3 separate regions of the Mus musculus genome follow, and regions 1 and 3 are each linked to region 2. The links are chromatin contacts, called in public Hi-C maps. All regions are on one chromosome and are shown on one strand. The core of a region is the stretch at or near the end of the contact, and the rest is flanking DNA. Distances in the headings are between cores, read along the strand shown.

The links. Hi-C and Micro-C count contacts between places; a contact is called where the count stands out from the background.
Region 1: a Hi-C map of cerebellum shows a contact between it and region 2, with 2.2 times the contacts expected there. The contact joins the enhancer-like site here to the promoter of Car10 in region 2. A contact is called at or near these places in 4 of 39 promoter capture datasets (the 3T3-L1 cell line, hippocampal neurons, pre-B cells and 1 more), 3 of 484 Hi-C or Micro-C datasets (cerebellum and cortical neurons) and 2 of 9 other capture datasets (adipose tissue and liver).
Region 3: a contact with region 2 is called in a Hi-C map of cerebellum, with 2.0 times the contacts expected there. The contact joins the enhancer-like site here to the promoter of Car10 in region 2. A contact is called at or near these places in 5 of 39 promoter capture datasets (cranial neural crest, embryonic stem cells, hippocampal neurons and 1 more), 7 of 484 Hi-C or Micro-C datasets (cerebellar granule neurons, cerebellum, cerebral cortex and 2 more), 1 of 115 datasets of contacts at active chromatin or transcription factors (embryonic stem cells) and 2 of 9 other capture datasets (adipose tissue and liver).

What each region holds. Positions count from the first base shown.
Region 1 is chr11:93,343,389-93,346,767 of GRCm38.p6, forward strand. All of the region lies in intron 4 of Car10 (carbonic anhydrase 10), which reads left to right. Gm35002 (a long non-coding RNA gene) reads left to right here. Exons shown (of 2, transcript XR_388957.4): 1 at 1-3,379. Among named protein-coding and RNA genes, the nearest start is that of Gm35002, 40 kb to the left of the region's middle. Within about 2 kb of position 1,708, at least 1 of the 459 cell types and tissues checked has an H3K27ac peak or open chromatin away from gene starts, as enhancers often do. A contact at or near this core is called in cerebellum, where this site is marked.
Region 2 is chr11:93,096,691-93,100,284 of GRCm38.p6, forward strand. It overlaps Car10 (carbonic anhydrase 10), which reads left to right and starts at 1,676. Exons shown (of 10, transcript NM_001361708.1): 1 at 1,676-2,032; 2 at 2,956-3,594. The coding sequence starts at 3,536.
Region 3 is chr11:93,270,555-93,273,714 of GRCm38.p6, forward strand. The region is part of intron 3 of Car10 (carbonic anhydrase 10); the gene reads left to right. Among named protein-coding and RNA genes, the nearest start is that of Gm35002, 33 kb to the right of the region's middle. Within about 2 kb of position 1,662, at least 9 of the 459 cell types and tissues checked have an H3K27ac peak or open chromatin away from gene starts, as enhancers often do. A contact at or near this core is called in cerebellar granule neurons and cerebellum, where this site is marked.

The sequences.
Region 1 (3,379 bases), core at 458-2,957, 250 kb after region 2:
CCCGCCAGACTGATTATGAGGGTTAGAGAATTTATGTAACTAATCAAAATCATACCATTAGTCAATCAACTGCTGAAATTCTATTAACACCTGTTTTTCTCTGAACTCATGTTCCTTTTTTACTTGTTAGATGGTTTCTCTCCTTCTGAGATAATAGAAGGCAGAGTTAAACCAAGGTGGAAGGAGTAGTTGAATGGTTTGCTCTATTGATTTAGTGCCTATGTGTTTGAATCTATGTAAGAGATACTGCTGTGAAAAGTTGACAGAGTCTACTTTGAGAAGTGGTGGAAAGAGCTGAGGAGCTCTAAACTAAATTCCAGCATTTGGTAGTATATAACTATGAGTCTGTCACTCCACTACCTAGACCTTGGTTTCACTGTGTGTGTGTGTGTGTGTGTGTGTGTGTGTGTGTGTGTGCGTGTGTGTGCGTGCGCATTCTCTATGTTATGGTACAGAGTGCAGCCAAATTCATTGCCAAAAAACACAGCCTCATCTTACTATTCTCCTTCTTAGACAGCATCATTTCTTCACAGTGGATACTATAAACTGGCTAGCCAGCAGGAAATGAAGGTTTTTCCTTTAGTGTTCATTACTATAGAGTCATGAGATATGAAATATTCCATTCCTCAACCTCTAGGAGTGGCGTGGCCATTTCTGGCCACTGGTCTTGAAAGGAGAGCTACCAGAAAGTCCATCAGTGATTGACCTTTCTGTTGCCAGCCGCACAGGTGTGAGGTTAGTAGGGAACATCACGACCACAGCATGAAAAGCATGAGGATACAGCTACCTGTGAGAAACAGTAGGTCAGAGCAAACAGAAAGGCCCATGATCTCTCTTGATACCTTTAGTCACTCTGCCAAGGTTGGGCCACTTGCTTCCTGGCTGTCTTCTTTTATGGAACAAGTAAGCTCTTCTTTAATGGACTTATTTTCTGCTCCATGTTTCTTCCATGTATGGCTGAAGACAACCTTACTGATGACAGCTCACTTCCAAGTAAACTGCAAAGGAGTCAGGCCATACTAAAGATGGTCTAGATTCTGCTGGGTTCCTTCCTTCCAGGCTTTTCCCTCACAATCTCATTCACAAATTCTAACGTGAATTGTTTCCTGTTGCCACCTCTAGTTCCAGGCAAGGGTGAAGTGAACCCTCCCCTTCATCAAGTTCCCTTTGTTACCTGACTGGTCCCTTTTCTCATTCCTTAGTGTTTTAACCTTCCAGGACCCTCAGCACTTCTGGTGTCTGTTCACACTTAATTATCTATCTCATCTTTACCTCTGTGAGTCCCATAAGTCTTAGTACTCACCATCAGCACCATCCCCTCTTCTAATGCACACAGAGCCTTAATCCCACTTAGCGCCTTGCCCAGGTAAGTCTTCAGTGCACTTGGCATAATGATTAGAAACAATATATTCACCTGTTCTGATATCTTTCTTTTTTGTTTTAACCATCAGAAATAGTCTTCCGTTTCTTTGCTTTGTCCTTGCTGTCTCTTACACCTTTGTCAATCATAGCAGCTTTTTTAGATCACCATTCCCAAGCTATTGTTGACCTTCTTAGGAAAAGATGAAAACCCAGAAAGGAGGAGAAATACCCTTGTTTACCCAGACTGATCTATAGTACTAGTTCCAAGCCGCCTGCTGTGCACTGAACAGGAGCAAGTTTTAATTCTCTCCTTGGCAGGCAGGCAGATTGGTCTGTGCTTCTGGCCTCGCTGCCAACTAGCTTCAAATTCAACCACCTCTAAATGGAGTGGCAAAGCTTACAAACAGTGAGCGATCCTGAAACTTCCTCCACATGGTCCAGTGCATTGTCTGTCAGATGCTAGCCACCCAGTAAGCACTTTAATTATTTTTACTCTTAAAATTAAAATATAATTACAGCATTCTCCCATTCTTTTGTTCCCCTGCAAGCTCTTCTATAAGTTCTTCTTGCACTTCCTCACCTATTCATGGCTCTCTTTTTCTTTAATAGTTATTATATATTTACACACACATACTACACACACACATGTGCACACATACACACACACACACACATACACACACAAAAAAAACTGTCCATTTGAAACTATCTTGAGACCACATTTTCATGTAGGCATGCTTTACTTTGAAATACTGCTCAGTCATTTTTTATTTATGCATATTACTCATACCCTGACGACTTCTCGAAGAGATTTGTGGTAACTGAAAGCTGCAGGTACAACATAACCAATTTGTCACTCATGTGAGGTGAAAAGGATAAAATCCAAAACAAAAACACCGCCATGGTAGGAAGAACTAGAATGAGATTTTAAAGTTCAACTCACTTATTCTTCCATTAAACTATAGGCTTCATATTTCAAGAAAAGTAGAAAAGGGTCAGGAAGATTGAGGCAGTGTAACATATATTACATTCACACATTTGAGAGCCCAGGACTCAAGACAACGTCTACCGGCAGTGTGGTCTGTCCCTTCCCTCAGCTTCAGATGATGGCAGAGGCTGGATGCTACTCACCTGCCCATGCTGTTCACAGGTATGAACCGCATCACTAAAAGAGACTTATCTGTGATTGTGTTTATAACCAACATAAAGTAACTGAGACGTCTCATTCTGTGAAGTTGCCTTAACCCAAGAACACACTGATGGAATAATAGGAGGGAAGGAACACTAGAAATGACCCTTTTTGAATCAGTCTTCCTATTCAGGTGAAGAAATTGGAAGAACTTGGTCTCCTAAGACAGTCCTTAGTAAGGCTACTTTTTCAGGGTTGCTTAGTCTCTGGGGCCAGAATCAGAGCGTCTCAAAGGTCACAGTCCCCGAGAATCTTCTTGTTTCTTTTTGGTCTACATCTCATCAACACCCTCTCCTGTATGTATACCCTACCTCAGTCCCCACATAGCCCTCTCCCACCCAGGTCCTCAGAACTTCACTTGTAATGAAAGGGTAATAGTGCATGTAGATGTTCTCAGCTCTCTTTTAGACATCCATAGACATGTTTGCAAATAATGTTTGGTGATATGTTTTGATACTTTAATAGTAGCCTTCCTGATCTTAATGCATGTAGAAGAAACTTCCATTTGGAGTGTACAGCTGAATATTAAGTGTCCCTCTATTGTTCTTGAAAATTGGAAATGCTCCTATGAGGGAGTAAGCTTACGAAGTAAATATTTCTAATTAAAGATAGTCCTCCAATGAACCATGCTGTCTGGGAGTTACCCTGCCATCCACTTGAACACATGAGTAGTTAATTATTGATTAGCCATACATAATCACCAAACTATGAGAGAAGAGACAGTGAATTCAGAGTCACAATGTGATCTGAAGATATTCACTTTGTCCTGGGGTGTCTGTAGGGGCCCACATTTGGGATTCTCCCTTTCAGAATCTAGCTACTATGTCC
Region 2 (3,594 bases), core at 426-2,925:
TTGTGAAAGCATCACAAATGGACCAAGACGGGATGTTAATGATGACTAAGTGAGATAATTCATGCTAGAGACTCATCAATGCCTGGTCTATGGAAATCAATCAATACATTTTTTTAACTAACAAATAATCTCATGAGTTTATTTTTTAAATACATTATAAACAATGATAAATTAAACGTTTACAGTGACAGTGGCAGGTCTAGGCAGGAAAGAAAGGGATGAACTATTATTTACTAGCATTGGTCTTAAGGCAAAATGTACAGGAAGGCACAATCTCTGAGCTCTGTGATAAACACCCATCGTGCTTTTCAGTTTTAAAACCACAACACTGTACTACAATGCTTGATGTATATAAGTCAGTCACTTGATATTTGCATAATCCGTTAATAAATGAATGGTTATGTGGTATAAAACCCAGTCACTTTGCTTGCACATCCAGAGAGAAAGCTCTCCTGCTGTCAGTAAACCAGCTTGGAATCACAGAAGGTAGGTCGCTATCCGTGGTGCTGACCTACGATGGCTCTGTTCACATTTGGCAAACTGCTTTCTTCTCTCTCTGCTCAAAAAAATCCCTTTCATGCAGTCTACTTTCAAGACACGGAGACAAACACTCCCCTCTATGTTTCCCAAATGGGCTAATTCTCACCGTCTCTGATTCTATTAATGTTCTCAAGTCTCAATGTCTTTCCTGCTGAGTCTCAAAGTTCTCTACCTAAAAAGCATGGATTTATTTCATCCGAGCCTCGATTTTTAATGCGTTGGCCACCTGGAGTCCTTGGCTGTCGTCTCAGAGGGGGGAAAAAATTCCCTCGGCCACACCTCCTTCTTAAAGAGTAGGCAAGACTGCCAGCGGTTCTTTTTTAGGATCCCCGGAGGCTGCAGAACCGCACACTCTGGTTTCTGCAGTCAGCTAGCTGCTTTCCTTCCTCTCTCAGCGCCAGCCCCCACACCCCCACTGCTCCCCTCCGGGTCTCATGACGCCCGACTTCCCAGTACAGAGAATCTCTAGACTTCCTAGACTCCATTCAAGAATCCGGGGAGCCCTCTGGTGTAACTACTTTGGCTCTTATGCCGCACCCTTAGATGCCACACAGTCTGGATGTTCGCTGTGTTTGCTGCATCTACTGTGCAGATCAAAAAACATGGTTCTTTCCCACCTTCTTCCTTTCCACTTCTCCACTCTTTCTATGCTTATTAGATCGAGGCTCACAGTGAAACAGCTTCTAAGCATCAGCAATTTAAAAGTACAAAAATATTCCCTGTGGGTTGTGCGTGTGTTTGTTGTGTGTGTCCATCCGCGCTTATGCAAAGCCTCCCAACGTCACACTTGGGTATCCGGACAAGCTTCTCCACAAACCCCAGATCTTTCCAGGGATTCCCTCTGCCCTGCCCTCTTCTTCTTCAGCACCCTTAAAAGAGGTAGGTCTGGGGCTTTCCGCCAGCCACTCCTGCCTTGATAGACGCACACAAATCTGCTGCAGTTTTTCCTTCCCTGTTCACCCCTAGCCCTTTTAGGCGAGCAGTCCGGAGCGCAGGATTTCCTAGCATTTACCCTGCATCCGCACTGCATTCCCAGGCCGCCCTTCCAGGGCTAGACCTTCTGCAGACCCGGCGGCTCCGGCTCCGCCTGGGTGGTGGGTGGTGCTCTCGCCGCCCCCTCCTTCCCCTGGGGCCCGAGAGAGCCGCGCGCTGGGCAAGAGTGCGCGCGCGCCGGCTTGCTGGGGGAAAATCTCCTTCCCTGGAAGCTGCTGAGTGTCGCTGACCGAGAGTATCCCGGGGTCCATCAAAAGCCACCAAAGCGTTTGAGAGCTTTTCTAAAGAAAAACGGTGAAAGAAAAACAAGAAGGGAAACCCGTTTCCCGGGAGGCCTGGGTTTCCGATGGTATCGGATTCTCCCGTAGCTGCTCTGATAGGGATGCGGTTGGCGGCCGCTGGTACCCGGACTTAGAGTGTCCGTTGCGAGAGGAGGGAGGTGAGGGACTTGCGGGCAAGAGTTGCACCTGATCAGGGAATCTGCGAAGAGAACTGTGGGGTAAGTAGCTTTCTTCTGGCATCCGAGCAGGATGGGGGCGGGGGGGGGGGGAAGGAGGGAGCAGGAGAGGGACGAAAAGGAGAGGGCAGGGAATGGATTATGAAAGAAAGAAAGAAAAAAAATCCTTCAAATTCCGCTGCAGAGGGAATGAGCACAGCGCAGTCCTTCCAAGATGAGTCCCGCACGGCTTTTCTGTAGTGAGCGAACAGCCGAGAAGTTCTTTTTAAAGAAAAAAGAAACTCCAAGCTCCTGGAGGGGAAGCGGGGCAGCCGGGCGGGGCGGAGTTCCAAGGCTGGCGCCTAGGGTCCCGGCCGAGGCAGTGGCCTGAAGTGCTGACTCCCAGCTACTGCTCCTTATGTCCTCGCCGCCCTCCCCGGGACGGACTTTTTGCCTCCGCCCCCGGGTGCCTGGCCGCCCCGCTGACGTGGGGACTCCGGGCGGCCGCACGGAAGCTCACCTGGCCGAGCCTTCTCCTTCCCCTCCTCCTCGTGCTCCCGCCCCCACCTGCCCTCCTCCTCTCCAAGTGGGAAGGCGTCGGGATCCGTAGGCGAGGAAATAACGACCCCTGCAGTTGCATTGCGGAAAATCTCGGCGGCGGTGCTAGTTGCGGGCGATGGAAGCGAGGCAATTGCGGGGTCTGGGGAGCCCTGGAAAATAGCAGAAAAGCGGAAAGCGCGCGTGCAACGAGGGGGAGTCAGTGAGACTCCCGACGCACCCCAGTCCTGGGAGCCTAGCCTTGGGCTCGGCGTCCTGGAAGCATCGCCTGAAGCCAGCTTGGAGGCGGCAGGCGGCTCGAGGACTTGGGGAGCAGGGAGGGTCAACGGAGGCAGCTGGTGACCTGTGTTTGCGGGCAATAATCCCCGCTTCTCTTTCTTTCTCTGTGTGCGGTGTCTGCTCCTCTCTCCCCACCCCTCCGGAAGCAGGAGAACTGGCCTGATCAGAGACAGCAGTCACCCTTTGACCATGCCCCGGTGAAGGGGGGCGGACTTCGAGGGCAACTTGTCGCGGACTACCTGGGCTCAGCTAGCCTACGGAAAGAGAGCAAGAGCCCAGAACTCTACAGCTCGGCCCAGCGGGGGGCTGTTGTCTATGTCTTCTTGGGGCGCCCGGCGGATCGGGGTCTCGGTTTTGCAGGAAAAGCCCAGTGCTGTTGGCTTCAGGTGGCTGCCGCCGCCGCCACCGCGGTCGCCGCAAGTGCCATTTCTGCCACTGGTGAGAGGAGCAGAGATACAAGAGAGGGGAGACCTCCGAGGCAACGAGGCATCGGACATGTGTCAGCACATCTGGGGAGTACATCCGAAGAGCCCGAGGGGAGATTTGCCGAAACAATTCAAACTGCGTTATTGATCTTGGGGGTGCCTGTCCCTGGCCGGCTGTCGGGTGGGAGCGCGAGTGTGCGCTCTCTGGAGAGAGTGTGCGTGTGTGTATGTGTGTACCGTGTCGGGCTCCCCCCTTCCCCCCTGTTTTCCCGTCGAGTGATGCACCTGGAATGAGAATCAGAGGATGGAAATAGTCTGGGAGGTGCTTTTTCTTCTTCAAGCCAATTTCATCGTCTGCATATC
Region 3 (3,160 bases), core at 412-2,911, 170 kb after region 2:
CTTACAAAAGAGTCAAGCTGGGCTATTTTCTTCTATTCTGCAGAAATCTTTATACACACAGTTAAAAACTGCTCGGGGGAAAAATAACCATGTCTTGTGCCGCCTGGGTTTGTTTATTTAAGAGTTTATTACTTCAAGGACAGATTAGAGCAACCTGGACCATGGCTGGATACAGAAGAATGGGGATTTGGAGAGATAAACTTCCCTTTGGACTTAATTTTACCCCTTTATGTAACAGCATGAGCAGCATCTCCTGCCTCCATTCTTAAGATCTGAAAGAGTTCAGCAGAGGTTTAGGGGACCCACGTGACATGTGTATTTCTCCCAAAACAGGCTGGCTTGTTTCCCTCTGCTTTTGGTGTGGATCTTAAAAAGAAAAACACCCTCTACTTCCTTACAGGTCTAAAAACTGTTTTAAAGGTTTTTGCTGAACAAGAAGGAGCTGTACATCTCCCATCACAACTGAAGATATTACTTTGATGTCTCCATAATTGTTTCCCTGAGGGCCTATCTGGTGCTGGGGTGGCACCACTTCTGCTTCCTGATTTTGTTGATAAGTATAGTGTCACCCTGTGCATTGTTGCATGGTTCTCTTTGGCCATGCAAAGAGAGAGAGAGAGAGAGAGAGAGAGAGAGAGAGAGAGAGAGAGAGAGAGAGAGAGAGAGGAGAGGGAGAGAGAGAGAGAGAGAGAGAGAGAGAGAGAGAGAGAAAGTCTGAAATGTCTGGCAACTAAAGATATATTCACTCAGTCAAACATTACACATAAGAGATGATGAATGAACTTGGTCTATGAGAACACAGGCACAATGCTGAACAAATGATCAGACTATGCACAGCTGGTTGATCCATAGAGAAACATATCATACCCTGGCTAAGACGGGGGGCATGACTGAGAAAGTGTGCAGCCAATGGCATGTTAGAGGAGCAGGAAGTACAGAAAAGCCAAGAAGTTATATAGACAGGAAAGGAGCAGGGTAGGAAGCTGATTTCCCTAAAAGTACCTCAAAGCCAAGCCAGTGAGAATGCACCGCCGTCACGGAAATAGCAAGGGCCTCCAGGAGTGATGAGCATCCAACCTGTTCAGCGCTGTGGAGAAAGTTTGTGATAAATGGCCGCGAAGGAACACGTCTGCATGCGAGGAGGTGCAAAAGATCAAAAATGACTCAGAGGACAGGAAGATTTAGGAGTAGTAAGACAAGCTTCTTTTTCAACATTTTTCTTGCTTCCCTTACCGTCTTTTTTTTTTCCTCTTTATTCTTTTCAAGACCAAGACTTTCCCTACAGCTTTCAGTTCCCTTATGAAGCCCATCAAAAACTCCACCCAGGAGCCAGGCTATTTTTAAAAATGAGATGCACTGGATTCTATAGAGAGGTCATCAGTAATAGGGCCTCCAACTCCCTATCTCTTTTGTGATTCTTGACGGCCAGAAACGAAGCATACATTATCTTTTACACAGACTCCCTGGAAGGTACGGATGCTCTCTCCTCTGGTGCTGTAATGGGGTCTCTATAGAAAGACACCTCATTCGGCAACCCACGACCTCTTTTCATCCCCGTTCACAGAAGCGACTCTGCTTGCCACAGGCACCAGGGCTTCCAATGTAATGATTTTGAATAATGCTGTGCACAGTATTATGCTCTTCTGCAGTCTCTCTCCTGCATTTTTAATGACCTTCCTAGCCCTCAGAGAAAGGGGGATGAACACGTCTGGTCAGGACATTTTTCCAGCTGGTCATTCTCTGATTGAATCAGTGCCAGATCCTGCAAGCCATCTGAATGCTGGATTGAAGTCAGGCTATCTGGGTTTTTAACTCTCTCTGGGACCTAAAGCCTTAGATTTCTTATCTGTAAAGCAAGGGGCATTATTTAGAAATCCTCTAAGCCCATTCAAATCCTCTGCTTTTGTGGCTGTGTGACTCCCTGGGGTCTGAAGATGAACTGTCTTCATTTGTTCATATTTTATGACCATCTGTTGAGTGCACAGTAGCGGATGCCTCAAGTACTTGGAGAAGCTTAGGGAAAGATGGTTGGCTTGAGAGAGTCTCCCAAGAGAGACACAGAAAAAAAAATCTCTGAACTTAAGCTTGTTTTAGTTGATTTTACTTGCTGTAAGAATGCAGGAAAGGGCACTGGAATTTGAACCCAAACTTGAGATAGTTCACAAGTTTTATCAGCAGAGCTGGAATACTTAGTTAACAGTCACTCGTCCTAGGGTCCAAGTCTCTTTTCCTGTCCAAAGCCTTTAAAGGGAGCAGATGAGGGTAGATCTGTTAACACTTTATAGGATGGAAGCTCTGAGCCCATGTAATATTTATGACTACTAACATCAGTTGAGCTTCATAATTCAAATGGTCTTAGAGTGTAGACCAGGTGCCAGGTACCATGGCTGACACTTAAATTTCCAAGGATTGCAGTCTCTAATATTCAGGTGGTGGTGTTTCTTTTAGAGGATTTTGTACAACTAGTTGATAAAGACATGGTTCATCAACTTGGAGTTGAGGTTCCCATATGAGTCTTAGCTACTAGTTTCCTGCAAATTCAATTTGGGGATAGGAGGGAGCTAAAAGTAGCAGGATGTGCTTACAGAGCATCAACAAGAGCACAGCCATGCACGCCCATGTGATAGGTCTGCTCTCAGTCCTACTCTGCAACTTGGCCTGGATGAGTCATTTTATTTGACTCTAGAAGATAATGGAGATCTGTAGTAGATGTACTCCTAGCATCTTCTTGAGACTGTGTTTGTCAACTTTTACCATGAGTTATATATTGAAGTGTGTTCCTCTCCCAAATTTTACATGTGGCGTCTTTATTCTCTAAGACTAACGAAAATGGTCTTATTTAGAAATAGTAGCTATAACTAGGTATGCTCAAATGGCGTGATAGAAGAGTTGGGTGGATTTCTAATCCAGCACATGTTTTCTTTATAAACGAAGAATTTAATACCATGTAAAAGTGAGAACAGACTGGCTTGGGGATGGTGCGTGGAAAAAATACGAGGAAAATCAGCAACTGCAAGCAAATGACTAGAAGCTAAGAAAGAACATAGAACAGATGCTCCTTCAGCATCCTTAGAGAAAACCAACCCAGTTGCTAGCTCGACTTCGGCCAGCCTCCAGGACAGTGGAAAGTAAATTCCATTTGTTTTAGCCTCCCTTCCTG